Linked DNA regions of Mus musculus: all the other regions are linked to region 1. Evidence: chromatin contacts called from public Hi-C, HiCAR-type and promoter capture Hi-C data. All regions are on one chromosome and are shown on one strand. The core of a region is the stretch at or near the end of the contact, and the rest is flanking DNA. Distances in the headings are between cores, read along the strand shown. Region 1 holds the start of Vps41 (VPS41 HOPS complex subunit). Region 2 overlaps Rala (v-ral simian leukemia viral oncogene A (ras related)). Region 3 has its middle 17 kb from the start of Yae1d1. Region 4 holds the start of Stard3nl (STARD3 N-terminal like). Region 5 overlaps Pou6f2 (POU domain, class 6, transcription factor 2).

Region 1 (2,713 bases), core at 156-2,655:
GTCTTTCAGTAGCTTGAAGTCCACCATGAGTGCTGTTTGGGCCTGAGTGGCTTAATAACATATATAAAATTCTGTTCGATCAGACATGACCTTGGACCCTTGGTTGTGGGTGTCCAAATTAGCTGCTTGGTGCGCAGACTGGAAGAGGGGCCTCAGGAAGAGCTGGAGGTTTATTAAGGCTCTTGGGAGAAGACAAGAGTCTGAAAGATGACATCGTCATGGCTTCCAGGTCATTGAAGACCATGAGTTGAGAAAGCAACATCTAGAGACTAAGGGAAATGCTGAGTACTAAGAATATGACTTCCTACTAGGCTACTGTCAGTGGGAATTACAGGGAACGAAAGGGCACTGAGGCATCTGCCACAGTCTGCCAACTGTGCTGCCCTCTGTGAGTTGCCAGCTGCTTAAGACAATAAACAGACAATGGCTATCAGTGGATAAGATGAGTGAATTCCCACAGAATAGGAAAGATAGTTTACTTTGTCCTGAAACATAGGATAGCTCAAGTTTTCTAAATGATGTTTTTCATATTACATTTACAAATTATTATCTGACATTGTATCTTGAAGATAGTCAATGTGAGTTACGAAGCAATTAAACAATAGAGATTTATAATTTTCTATATTCATATGTCAGTTGCTATTTTTTCTCTAACGGGGGACCAGATTTGATTCACAACAGCTATATGGCAGCTCTCAAATATATGTATCTGTAATTCCAGGGAATCTGATATGCTTTTCTGACATCTGAGGACACGAGGTTCCTAAGTGTGCACAGACATACATGCAGACAAAATATCTATACAATTCAATTTTAAATTAAAATGAAAGATGTCAATTTAATGTACCAAGATACTAAATCTTTGCAGGAATACACATTATTTTCTCACTTTCCACTGTAGACTTTTTTTTTTTTATATAAATAGTCACTATCACTTTAAAAAGTGAGTGGGCAGGCACAACAACATATCAGACTAAAGAACATTTGATATAGTAGTCTTAGACTTCGGAGAGGGATAGGTTCTAAACCTAGGCTTTTTAGGTAAGTTTAGTGAAATCTCCGAGTTACTATCCTTTCCCCTGTTAATGGCGGTAACAGGAGGGATCACAGGGAGGACTAAATGAGATAATTCATAATTTTACTGTAAACGGGAGCCTGAAATAGAAAATGAGATAATTCATAATTTTACTGTAAACGGGAGCCTGAAATAGAAAGAACTTAATGCTACAATAACAACAGAACGTAGACCAACAACAAAATAACAATTTAGCATTAATTATAGATATAGTGGTGTCTCTGTTGAGCAAAAATGAGAGCTGGCTAAGGAACCAGATTAGTGTGCGGGAAAAACTACATTTCCCAGTAGGCTGTGGCCCAGGGGCTGTTTTCTCCTATTTCCGGGTATGTCACATGACTCTCAGGCTGCGCTATGGCGGAAGCAGAGGAGCAGGTAAACGCTGGCAGAACTAGTTCGGGGCAGCCGGGAGCTGGAGACCCGAGCGAGGGGTTCTGGGACGCGGAGTGCCAGGAACGTGGCAGCTCTGACCGGGCGAGTTGGGGTGGCCCTTCTCCGCGCGGATAGCGCCTTGCACACCCGCTCTGTCCGAGCCGGCCTTGCCTGGGCTCAGCCCTTCTGGTTTATGTTAAATGGGATTTTTTGAAAAAGGCAAGTTAAGAGTAGACTGCTATGCAAGGCTTTAAGGATTATTCCCGTTGCTGGCAAGACGTAGATGGAAACGTCCAGCTATAGCTGAGAAGTGGCATTGAGGTGCTGAGTACAAATTATTGCCTTTTTTTCATACAGACGTTCTGATATAGGGCGAAGGACAAAATTAAATGAAACTAACAAAATAGAAGACTCAGGCTAAAACTCGGAAGAGATTCCTTAAGTATATGTATATATGTGTATGTGTGTATATGCATATACATATATGTATACACACACACACATAGAAGCATATATATGTATGTATCATCTACCATATTTCCCCCTCATATATTAAATGCCCTGCTTGCCAGTTTCTGTGATGTTCCTTAAGACATGCATGGTGATGCTCTGTTTACTGTCCTAAGAGACATTTACTAGTGGACTTTTTACTGTTCACATCTGTGCTTTATTTTGAGTGTGCCAAAAGTTACGGAATTTGACAAGGAAAAATTTGGGTTTTGTCATTACGTTAACAAGAGCCTCTTTACTATCATTTGTGCAAACTGTCTTTTGCAGTGCAGGTCCGAGGCAAAAGAGTTTTCCTTCCCAGCAGACCTTGCTTAGTTTGACTACTGCAAGGTGGCTTTTCACATTGAGCATTTTCATTTCACGTTGAAATACAGTTGTGGTTTTGTAGTAAAACAAACATCCAAGTTAAGTTTTTAGATTAGACCCAGTGTGATAGAAATATGGAGTAGCCCTTGTATTCCCACTCATGCAGAAGAGGAATTTGCCAAGGCTGTCTGATGTTAAAATGTAGAAAATCAGGCAGATAACCTGATTCACAGTTGTGCAGTGCTTTCGAGCTTAAAAAGATCCTCACACATGGCATTTGGTCCTTCTAAAAGAATTCTGTGAGGTAAATATTTATTCTGATATGGAAGTCATATACAGCCTCCATGTCCTAAATCCTCTTGTCCCAAACTGTGGTAAAACAGTGCCCATATTGTAATCACCCTAAAGGGCCTTGAGTATCCACCCCTTCCTCGGTTCTGTGACTCTGTA
Region 2 (2,713 bases), core at 158-2,657, 810 kb before region 1:
TCTGGCCCCTGACAAACCCTAACTGGAGGGCTAGGCAGAGGAGGTAGGACCAGCAAATTAAGGCTCATGAGCCAGACTGCTCCCAGGCTATACCTGTGTATGGAGGACATATGAGGCGGTCTGTGCTAGCTTTCATAAGGCTGGTCCCCAAAATGCCCCCCCAATAAGTCAGAATTGTTAGAGGTAATACTCCTAAGTTAAGCCAATTTTCATATTTCCTTAATGAGTACAAGTTTATCGATTTTATAAAATTTTATAGAAGGCCTGATTACAATGGAATTCTATTTTCTGATATGGCAATCTCTACAAAGTCTTTCTCCTTATATAGGTAACTGGAAACTTAGAAGTTTAAGGAAACTTAGAAGTTTAACGTGGTCTGAAAGGACCTCACAAGCTCCTATATGAATATTTGGTCCCCATTTGGTGGACTGTTTAGGAAGGATTAGAAGGTGTGGCTTTGATGAATGTATGACCCTGGGGTCAGGCTTTGAAATTTCAACCCCTGCCATTCCCAAAGCACCTTTGTGCCTCCTGCTTGCAGACCCAGATCTGAGCTCTCAGCTATCACTGCCAATGTGCTTTTGCTCAGCCATCGTGGACTCTAGCCCTCTGAAATTTCAAGCCATTAAACATGCTTTCTCTTCTAAGTTGTCTTCATTATGGTGTTTTGTGACAGCGATAGAAAAGAAAACAGAAATTGGTACCAAGAAGTGGGTACTGCTGTGATGGACTTGAACATGTGCTTTCCCTAGACATATGCTAAGACTTTGGGACTTTGGACTAGAAAAGTGGTTAAATGCTATAAACAGAGCTTAATGGGCCATAAGAGTAGAAGCTTGGATGACAGTAGTGCCAAGGGCAAAATGGACTGTGGAGGCCCAGCTTAGGTCTCAGAGGGGAATAATATTAACTGGACTAGAAACCATTTTTGAGGCAGTCTGACAACTATATGATATCCCTCTGCCCCTATCTTAGGAATCTGCCTGAGGCTAAATTGAAAAGTGATGGACTAATTTCTTTGGCAGAAGAGATTTCAAGACAACCTAATGCTGTCACACGGTCATTGGTCATTACTCTTAAGCAGGTCTATAACAAAAAAGAGCAAGTGGGGCTAGAGGAAATACAAAACATAATTTTAAGAGAAAATTAATGTTGGAGCCAACCAAGGCTTGTGCTACAAGAGATAATAAGGACTGAAGTGAGGCCTGATGTGCACTGGAATGAAAGGAGGGTGCCATCCGGGCAAGAAGCCCTCCCCAAGCTAAGCTTCCAAGCTGTAAAAAGGCCAACTAAGCAATTTTCTGCTTCTAAAAGGCAACAAACAAAAGCTGCAGCAAATGTGATTCAGGGGCCCAGGCTCCATTCCAATCAGACAGCAGAGCTTAAGCGTTGTCCATGTTACTCTGGCTTTAGTCATGAAGACACAAGAGAAAGAAAGAGGGATGCAGGATCTCCCTTGGTGGCTAAGGAGAGCAGCTGAGGCTGCATGTGTGGCAGGGAGCCACTGCTTGTAGGCCCTCAAAAACCATTATGTGAGCTAAGAAAGTGAAGCCCAGATTATGTCAGAGGTGTCAGAACTGTGGTACATCTGCCAAGGAGAGCTGCACACAGGGAGTGGAACCAGTCTGGGAGATGTATATTGCAGGCAGCAAAGCCAGAAGGACCAAGCCACCTAAGCTCTTGACATCAGACAAGGAATAAAAGGATTTAGAATTTGCTCTCCTGAATTTTGGTTTTACTTTCTTCCAGTATTTCTTCACTGCACTCCACCCCCACCCCCATTTAGGAACACTAATGTATGTTCTGTGCCATTGTATGTTAGAAGTATGTCATTGCCTTTTTTTATTTTCATAAGCAGTTACAGTTAAGAATTGCCTTGCGCCTCAGAAGAGACTTTGGACTTGTGAAGTAGAACTGAATGCATTTTGCATTATAATATGGCCAGAAGCCGATGGGGCCCAGGGAATAGAATGTGGTTTGAATGAGAATGTTGCCCATAGGCTCATAAGATTGAATACTTGCTCCCAAGTTGGTAGACTGTTTAGAAAGGATTAGGAGGGGTGCCCTTGATAGACTTTCTATTATAAGTTGTCGTCTTGGTCACAGTGTTTGTCATAGCAACAGAAAAGTAATACAGAAGTTTGAAAATAGCATTTATGTAGGAACTTTATTTTTAACATATAAATACAAACAAAAATATCAGCAAAATAAAATTTTAGTAATAACTTGACTAGTTATTCATTTAAAATGTTTCATTTTCAGGACATAGTGGTTACCTGGATACCAGTTTTCTACCATGAAGTTTTATTCATAAAATCAGAGGAAAAAGAAAAAAAAAACTTGGTGAAAATTTAAAAAAGTGTACAAGTGTTTATGACTATGATATAACCAAACTGTCACAAATAACTACTCTGGGCAGCTACAGAAGCACTGGTCGCATGCAATGCTGAGAACACAACCTGAAGCATGTTAATAGCATTCAATCAGACCAGTGTGGGCAACAGCCCTAAGAGGCTCTGGACCAATACAATACACTTGAGAGGAAGGCATATCATAAAGGAAAAGGTTTCTGTTCTCTCAGTTTTATTTAGGGGAAACCATGTTGTGAGTAGTTTTATGGAGCGTCCCAGTCTCCTGTGAACAGCAATATAAACTAGAAAGCAGAATCTCGAGACCTAGCCAAGTCTCAGTTGATTGCTGCCTGATGGGAGTT
Region 3 (2,713 bases), core at 88-2,587, 740 kb before region 1:
TTTTCCTGGTTCAAATGAGGTATGGAGGGTGACTCTTAATCAGATACTAATGGTATCATTATGAAAAGAAAAAATATTTATTTTGTTAAAAGAGAACTCAGTTTTACATTTTAGGGGTGTGTGTGTGTGTGTGTGTGTGTGTGTGCGCGCGCGCGCGCGCGCACCATGGTGCTCTGGTGGAGATCAAAGGACAACTTGTGAGTTGGTTCTCACTTTCTATCATGTGGGTCTAAAGGCACTTGCCACCACGCCTGATGACCAGACACTGCATACTGACAACAGAGTATCTTCAGGTTGGGGCAGAGGCTTCTGCAGCAGCCAGACAACATCTTGATCTTGGACTCCTAGCCCCTCCAGCTATGGGAAAATGTATACCTATTGTTTATACCACACAAACAAGTGTGTGTGTTTGGGAAGTCACAGCAAAACAACGGAATGACTGCAAAAGTAAGAAAGGGGAGGGAAGAGAGCTGACAACAGAGTGCATCATCCTCTATGGGGTCACAGCACCCCACCCCCACCCCCACCCCCACCCCCATGGATAGCTTTGAGAGACTGCAGGGTTTAAGACAGCCATTTTGGAGTGGGGTAGATAGAGATTCATTCTGACCATTGTCTGTAAACGAGAGCTAATTTCCTATGGTCCTATGAGAAGAATAGAGTCCTTGTTCATGCCTATGCTTGATGTATTTTCAAATGTTCAAAACATACCTTTTTTTTTCCTTTTTACATTTTACTTTATTTCAGAAAATCTCTAAAATTAGTGTTAATAATGATTATTTGCTTAAAAGTATCTCCAGAGCTAAGAAGATGGTTAATTCATGTACTGCTTTGGCTAAGAACCTGAGATCATTCCAGCCTCTGAGTCAGGCAGTTCACAACTGCCTGTAAGTAGCTCCAGAGGCCTTTGGCCTCTGAGGGCCCCTGTTCTCACATGCACATCCCTTCACACTCCCTCATCCCCCAAATTAAAGTTTATAAAATTCTTTAAAAGTATCTCTAGTAATCAAAAATGATTAACGTTTGAGTTAAGTTGGCTCTCTTAACTATGTTAGCCTGGTGTTAATGCAGAGGCTTAGTAAATATTTAATATACAAAATACTTAAATCTTTAATCAATAATCACACCGATCTATGTAAATATATGACTTCCTTGCTTATGGGACTGTAGAGAAACCACATTGGGTTTTACTCTGAACTTCTGCTTTTAACAACCACAAACCACAAATCAGAACACATCCATCTTTCACTCAGTGTTTTCTCTGTCTGAGTCATAAGGGTTGGTGAGGGACTTTTAGTGAGTCACAGTGAGTCTGTGGTGGTGAGCGACTTTGTCCTTGGTCTTGCCTCTAAGTGTTGCTTCCTGAAATACTGCTTCCCTTCCAGCTCAGCTGACTGGTCACAGTTGCTTGGGTGCTGTGCTTTCCCGGGAGGTTCCTTTGATAGGCCTCCTGGGCAACAGGAACCTATTTGGTAATGGAGATATCAGGCACTTAAGTGAATTGCCTTTAATTATGGAAAACATAAAGGCTTGAAACAGAGTAAGTGATCAAAACAAATTGCCCTCCCTTAGCAGTAGCCAAGAGGAATGTACATTTAAACGCTGAAGCCCTGTTTTCACAATAATGTGAAAGAAGTCATAGATCGCATATTAAGTCTGAAAGAACCAATGCTTTACCTGTCTAAGAATGCTCTTCCAAAACAAATAATGAGTAGCTTTGATTTTAGATTTAGGATTCTAAAATACATGTACTCATATTACCACTGAAATAGTCGCATAGAAAGTTACATAGCAGGAATTTTTATCTACTGCCATCAGTTTTCAAAAGTCATCAATTTGTAAGTTAATTGTCCCACCTAAAATGACAGTGTAAAGTATTTTATAACAAAAGCCATTTGTGCTACTGAACATGTTAGAGTATTTTGGATTTTTTTTTGTTGTTGTTGTTGGTTTTTTTTTTTTTTTTTGCATTTCTACACATTTAAGTTTCTACACAAAGTTCTGCACATTGTTTCACTTTCATTTTATGCTTTTCGTCTTTCATTAGTTCCCTCAAAAATGTATTTTTTTAAAACAGAAATTCAGTTAAACGATGTCTAAATTTTAAAAGTAAATGTTTGAGTCTCCCCCCCCCAAAAAAAAATTAGAAGGAGGCAAGGGAAAAATGGGAAGTCTTGGCTTAATTTGTACATAAGACTAAGTTAGTGATGCGATCAGCAAGGAAGCACTAAGTAGATAGCCATAACGACTATCAAGGGGGAAGTCTCCCATGAGACGGGACTCTCAGATTAGAAAAAGCACGTGTGGGAGTCTCACATACCACAGCTTTCACTGTCCGGGTTTTGAAGATGTTCCCCAGCTTTCCATACTAATTTCCAATGTTGCAAATTCATAGTTAAATCATTTTGGGCCATCATAGGCCCTTAGTAGCCATTTATCTCCCTCTGTTGAATGTGAGCTGACATCTTTGTGAATATTAGGTAAAAATTATGTAATGTACAAATAGACCACCCTGATTTTTACCAACCACAAGACTAAAAATGTTGACAGAAAGCACCCAAGGCCTATCTGGTAACCCGACCGGAATCTGAGTTCTCAGACCATGAGAACACCTTACCTTATTCTCAAAGTGAGAGCTGTGTTTTCTCACTGACAGTTATGCCCCCAACATAAAGCCTCAAGAATAATTCACTTTTCACTAGAGTTATCACCT
Region 4 (2,713 bases), core at 101-2,600, 680 kb after region 1:
AGAGCATCACCTCTTCAGGGACATTTTCCCAGATCCCACACCACAGCCACACCAATGTCCCTTACTGCCAGATTTTCTAGCATTCATTCCTATCTAAAATCATATTGTTATTTGCACATATATTCTATCTTCACTAAAATCAAAGGAACTCGAGGACAGAAACCTTATCTAGCGTTCAATACTCAATTTTCAACACCTAAAACAGCATGTGGCATCATATAAACTGTCTAATAATTAAATCCAAATGATAATCACTATCCTGAGAAGGTAAGTCCTTGGAGCAGTTTTAAATCCATTTCTTTAATGCTTTTGACAATGCAATCTTTAAAGGTTCATGTTTGAGACAGGAAGATCTCAAAGAAAAATGTATTCTTCCTTACAATACAAAACATTACATATGTGTGAATATTATGTAGGGGGGGCACAGTCTACACTGTCCCTTCATGGGCATGATTATCTAGCATTTTACTTATGCACAGATGCAGCCAAAAATACTGTAAACTGCTCTTTGTCATCAAATCTTGCTCTATAAGTGGATGATGGACAGAAGAAGCATAGATGGGATTTACCGTTAGGAACCTTAAACAAAAACATCAGACGGAACTTGCTATAGTAACTCGGTACCCTGGGAGGTCAGACGGCTACTGTGTTCATTCAATCAGCCTTACTAACCTTATCCAAACTAGTACTGGGTCAAGTGATGGATTCCATCTGTGAACAGAGACAAATGCCTTTACAACTGCCATACTAAGAGAACACTAAGAAAAGTTCCACAGTGTCCACCCATGTTCCAACCAAAAGAGGAAGAAAAAGAGCCCTACTGAGATTTAAAAAAAAAAAAAAAAAAAAAACTAAAGGCAGGATGAGTGGGCAATGCGGAGAGCTGAAACCATGGCTAGAACATTCATGACTCATGCTTTAATTTTCGTTTTGTTTTGTTACATCAGGGCTTTTCTTGACGAAGGCACAAGGCCAGTAACAGACAGTACCTGCCGGCCTACACCCGCATGTCACCTTGGACTTGATGCGGATGCAAGGCACGGGGCCGAGGCTGGACCACCTGCCTCCCGGTGAGTGTGGGTGTGGGCCCGGGGCCAGCTTCCCTCCCGCGCTCCGCCGCGTTCCGCGGCTGCACCCACAGGCCCCACGGCCAAGGCCAGGTCTGGGGAGCCCGGCAAACCCTGGAACCTCAGGCATTTGGCTTCACGACCTGCCCAGCAGGGCGCGGAAAGACAGCCTACCTCCTCCGCGGCGCGAGCCGCCCGCCGGCCTGCAGACACGGCTCCGCGGTCCCCGCCGGCGGGGCTGGGGCGGGGCTGCAGGGCGGGACCCTGTCCGTGACGTCAACGCGCTGGTCACGCAAAGACGCTGCGGCTTGCTGGAAAAGTGAATAGTGGCAGAGGAGACGGCGGGTTGGTTTACAGAACTGTCAGTTTTCGGACGACCAGTAGATGGCTCATAAAGGAGGCAGTGGGCGGGCCTAGGACTAGCCGCGCCTCCAAAGCCTGTTAAGGTATCCAGCTTCTAACAGCAGGCTTTTAGTGGGTTTTACCTTCCTGAGAATTCTACGGAAGGCTTCTCTTAGATAGGTTTTAGGCTGCAGCCGGTGAGGGGTAACTCTGAGAGTGGATTTCAGGCCCTGGCCCCTTGGTTTCAGCTGTCCACTAAGAACTTGTCTATTCTAGGACTCGACCGTAAGTCTCAATCAGCCCAGTCTTACGTAGGAGTAATGCCTTTGTCTTACTGATAGTTAAGGCTAACTGTATTTACTTAGTTGTTATACACGACATTGGGCACTAAGTGATGTTTTAGATTTTTCCAATAGCTGGTACAGTTACGTCCTTAAATGCAAGAATACAAAGGAAGATAAAATATATTGCACTATGAGTGCTGAAGACTCTCAGCCTGTTAGAGGAAAATAATATTAAGAATAGTATTTTTAATAGATACTCTTATAAAGTAGTTTAATCGTTTTTATAATGTTTACATTACAAATGTGAATTTATATACGTGCAAAATTTTGAACAGTGCAAGTTGGGTGAGAACTGTTTTTATAAACCAATCAAAGGCTCAGTCTTTGTGTGATGGGTCCTTCCTGCATTGACATGTGAAAATATTTGTTAACACTCAAGTTCAGTTCTTCATCTAGCCTTAAATGTGCCTCATTGCTTTTTAAATGCTAAAAGTCTTCAGCGCCAATGATATAACTTGCCATCTCTATGCCCTTAAACATACAGTTTGTTTGGATTTTTTTTTTTAATTGCTAGTATGAGAAATGCTACCTTAAACATGTGTGAATGTGTTTTCCTACTTCTGTCCAAGTACTGCTTATGGTGCAGATGACAACAAAAGAACAGACTAGATCTCAGGCATACATCTTCAATCCTAGTAGTAGAGTCTTCAGATAAGGGCCCCTAGTGTTGCTACAGTGTTCATTTCCACCCATAAAGTTTAAATAATCCTATTTACTACCCTTTGGAAGAGAAATAATATGCAAGCTTTTGTTGTTGTTGTTGTTTTTTTCAAATTGATGAGCATGAGAAAAGTTAGGGTTAGGGTGTGTGTATATATACAAACTAAGTTCAGGGTTCTTGTATACAATGATTTGGGTGACAAGGTGAAGCAACTTGTGTGACTACTGTAATGCAGACGCCTTCCACTTAGTAATTAAAACACCTCACACTATCCTAATACTGTCACCGTGATTAGTTTT
Region 5 (2,713 bases), core at 74-2,573, 510 kb before region 1:
CTTCCCAGTCACTCCCTGTGGCCTCTGAAGCCCCTCCCAGGGCCCCTCTGGACCAACCACTCACTTCAACACTTGTTCATTAGTTTTCACACTTGTAACAGTCTCAGGGAGAGAGGGAGAGGAGAGGTAGGCGAATGAAGAAGAGGAAGAAGAGGAAGAGAAGGGGGAGAGAGAGAGGGAAGGAGAGAACAGGAGAGGTAGATAGGGAGGGAGAGAGGGAAAAGGGAGAGAGGAGAGATTTATATACAAGTCATAGCTGTCTTCCCTGGGACAGCACCTTTCTACATCATATAGCAGTGCATGGATTAATTGTGAATTCTTGCTTGAGACCAACTGACTAATTGCTAAATTACAATGTATTTAAAATGGTCAGAGTTAAGACCCTTTATATAAGACAGATGGAACGGAACAGACTATATGCCACCCCCATTTAAATTAAAACAATTTGGTGAATTAGGTGAGTGTCATAAATCCCATTTTCCAGGTGAAAAAAAAAAACCTGAGGTCTGGAGAATTCAAGTAGCTTGCTCAAAGCCACACACCTCTAGTGTGTAAAAGAGCTGGGTTTGAGTTTAGCATACTCATCCTTGATTGAAAGGGAAAGGTGACCATGGAGTCTGGGAAAAAACAGAAGAAAAACCAAACCAAACCAAAACAACACAACAAACTCAGCTGCTCTCAGGCAGGTAGGGAGACTGCCTGGAGGAAGAACACTGGCTTAAATGAAAGAGGCACTTCCCTGCTCCAACGCTCATCACCTGAGCCTGGGCTGGAGAGTAAATGAAAATAGCAACCCTAGAGAAAAGTATTTATTTATTTAATGGCTGAAACAAAATGCCACCTCTGTTGTGCTAACAGAAGGTTTAAAGTGTATTACTGTCGTCCTCAATACACGTGCGGGCTGGCTTGCAGGTCATATGGTGCAACAGTCCATGTAATCTCCTGAGCAGAAAAAAAATTAGGCTCCAAGTGCCAAGTGGACACCCACAACATAATATCAGGTAAAACAAGCATATTCCCCCATCCCCCACCCCTTCCCAACCTCTCCAAATGTTAGAGAAATAGAGAGAAATTCCAGTCATTTCTCATTACTGTGAAGGTCAGCCTGGCTGGGAAATTGTTTCTGCTTTACAATTCCCCAAACTGTAGAAAGCAGTTAGACTTCTGGACAAAAAACTAATGTTGCATTCAAAGGGAAAAGAGGCTGAGACGGCACGGCTGCAGTAATAAGAGAATTTTTTACTCTTTCCACTTCCCTGTGAACCTAATCAACTGTGACATGAGAAAATATACTGGGCTCACCCAGCCAGAATCTGCCAGCCACCTGAAAATGTCCTCACTACTCCACTGTCTGGGGCTTTACAATGATCCTTCCGACATCAATTTTGTGCATGTACATCAAAATGCCATTAGAAATGCCTTCCCCTTTCTCCATCATGGGCCTTCCCTGCCCCACCCCCACGCAGGGAGACTCCCTGGTGGTTGATGGATGGCCCTTTTCAGTGACTGGTTGGAAAGCATTTGCCTATATGGAAAGGTGTCTAGGGGAAAACCGGGCATCTAAGGCTCTCTGCTGAGTGACCCCAGACAAAGTTTGAATATTGGCAGAAGGGAATTTTGAGAATCAACTTCAATGCTTGATTAGCGTTTGTTCAGAGAGCAAGCTCCCAGGCTTTTCTCTAGACCCAGAGAGTTGGTCGGCCTCTTGAAGCAGGTTGAGAGTTAAGAAATAGAAAAACCCCGAATGTGCTCACATGGGATTGCAGTGTGGTCCCAGCTGCGAGCTACCGTGCCCTGGGAGGCCCAGTGGAGGAACACAGATGCACAGATTCGTTTTCCTTGTCCTCCAAGATATGTGCATGTTTTCTGGGCTCATGCACAGACACATATACATGGATAAATGATGCATAATGGTTTGTGACAAGTGCTGGGCATATACAATGAAATTCTTGCTGACAGTTTTATTATTTTTCAGTTACGTAAAGTTGGGCAGATCTAATGTGACTCACAGTGGCATTATCATCTTCTCTCTCTGCCCTAATATTTACAGAAATATTACAAGTATTTGACATATAAATTCAGCATTTGACTGACTTTAATAACCATGTGATCAATAAGAAGTGATATTTTTACAGTCCAGGTTCAATATTTAAAGGGTCACGGACGGCAAATCTTCATCAAAGCAATAAGGCCAGATCTTTTTATTTTTTAGAATCCATCATTTCTCTTTCAAAAAAAAAAAAAAAAAAAAAAAAAGAAAAAAAAGAAAAAGAAAAAGAAAAAAGAAAGAAAGAAAAAGAAAAGAAAACAAAACCTCTTTGGAGCAACTACAATTAAGAATTAAGATCTATAAAAAAATGTTACCAAATTCACAAAGGATGTAGACCCATTTGCTTCTGAATGGCTTGAAAGTTTGGAAAGCAAGAAGAAATTCAATGTGTTAAACAGAGATGGAAACAAAATCAGTGCATGTCAATCTGGGAACTCATTCTTTACTCAGTGAAGACACCAGGTCCCAGCCTCTTGGTAAAACCCTTGCTTCTCCAGCGAACTCCCAGTTAGCTATGACTAAGTAGACTTTTCTTCTTTCCCTGTGCATTAGAGTGTATGCTGCTTCTAAAGGTGAGCATCAAATTCTTCTATGCTTCACCTCCAAGCCCACTCTCCTCCTAGGTTACCCCACCTTCAGAATATAATCAATATTAGTAACTTT

What was found. Promoter capture Hi-C pulls out the DNA fragments that hold promoters and counts their contacts. A called contact is a pair of places that touch in the nucleus more often than the background predicts. HiCAR-type assays count read pairs that join an accessible place to other places.
Region 2: a HiCAR-type map of astrocytes shows a contact between it and region 1, with 3 times the contacts expected there. The contact joins the enhancer-like site here to the promoter of Vps41 in region 1. A contact is called at or near these places in 6 of 39 promoter capture datasets (the 3T3-L1 cell line, HPC-7-derived erythroid cells, cranial neural crest and 3 more) and 1 of 115 datasets of contacts at active chromatin or transcription factors (astrocytes).
Region 3: a Hi-C map of B cells shows a contact between it and region 1, with 8 read pairs. The contact joins the enhancer-like site here to the promoter of Vps41 in region 1. A contact is called at or near these places in 6 of 39 promoter capture datasets (cranial neural crest, frontonasal cranial neural crest, hippocampal neurons and 3 more), 2 of 484 Hi-C or Micro-C datasets (B cells and CD8 T cells) and 3 of 9 other capture datasets (adipose tissue, embryonic stem cells and liver).
Region 4: a Hi-C map of CD4 T cells shows a contact between it and region 1, with 13 times the contacts expected there. The contact joins the promoter of Stard3nl here to the promoter of Vps41 in region 1. A contact is called at or near these places in 4 of 39 promoter capture datasets (hippocampal neurons, liver and pre-B cells) and 1 of 484 Hi-C or Micro-C datasets (CD4 T cells).
Region 5: a promoter capture Hi-C map of second pharyngeal arch cranial neural crest shows a contact between it and region 1. The contact joins the enhancer-like site here to the promoter of Vps41 in region 1. A contact is called at or near these places in 11 of 39 promoter capture datasets (the 3T3-L1 cell line, 3T3-L1-derived adipocytes, HPC-7-derived erythroid cells and 7 more), 1 of 115 datasets of contacts at active chromatin or transcription factors (astrocytes) and 1 of 9 other capture datasets (embryonic stem cells).

What each region holds. Positions count from the first base shown.
Region 1 is chr13:18,715,887-18,718,599 of GRCm38.p6, forward strand. Vps41 (VPS41 HOPS complex subunit) reads left to right here and starts at 1,406. Exons shown (of 29, transcript NM_172120.4): 1 at 1,406-1,450. The coding sequence starts at 1,430.
Region 2 is chr13:17,906,039-17,908,751 of GRCm38.p6, forward strand. All of the region lies in intron 1 of Rala (v-ral simian leukemia viral oncogene A (ras related)), which reads right to left. Among named protein-coding and RNA genes, the nearest start is that of Rala, 37 kb to the right of the region's middle. Within about 2 kb of position 1,408, at least 20 of the 459 cell types and tissues checked have an H3K27ac peak or open chromatin away from gene starts, as enhancers often do. A contact at or near this core is called in astrocytes, where this site is marked.
Region 3 is chr13:17,974,759-17,977,471 of GRCm38.p6, forward strand. No RefSeq gene overlaps it. Among named protein-coding and RNA genes, the nearest start is that of Yae1d1, 17 kb to the right of the region's middle. Within about 2 kb of position 1,338, at least 134 of the 459 cell types and tissues checked have an H3K27ac peak or open chromatin away from gene starts, as enhancers often do. A contact at or near this core is called in B cells and CD8 T cells, where this site is marked.
Region 4 is chr13:19,394,463-19,397,175 of GRCm38.p6, forward strand. It overlaps Stard3nl (STARD3 N-terminal like), which reads right to left and starts at 1,351. Exons shown (of 9, transcript NM_024270.3): 1 at 1,242-1,351. It overlaps Gm40827 (a long non-coding RNA gene), which reads left to right and starts at 1,385. Exons shown (of 2, transcript XR_873152.2): 1 at 1,385-2,713.
Region 5 is chr13:18,203,673-18,206,385 of GRCm38.p6, forward strand. All of the region lies in intron 4 of Pou6f2 (POU domain, class 6, transcription factor 2), which reads right to left. Among named protein-coding and RNA genes, the nearest start is that of Gm31832, 76 kb to the right of the region's middle. Within about 2 kb of position 1,324, at least 5 of the 459 cell types and tissues checked have an H3K27ac peak or open chromatin away from gene starts, as enhancers often do. A contact at or near this core is called in second pharyngeal arch cranial neural crest, where this site is marked.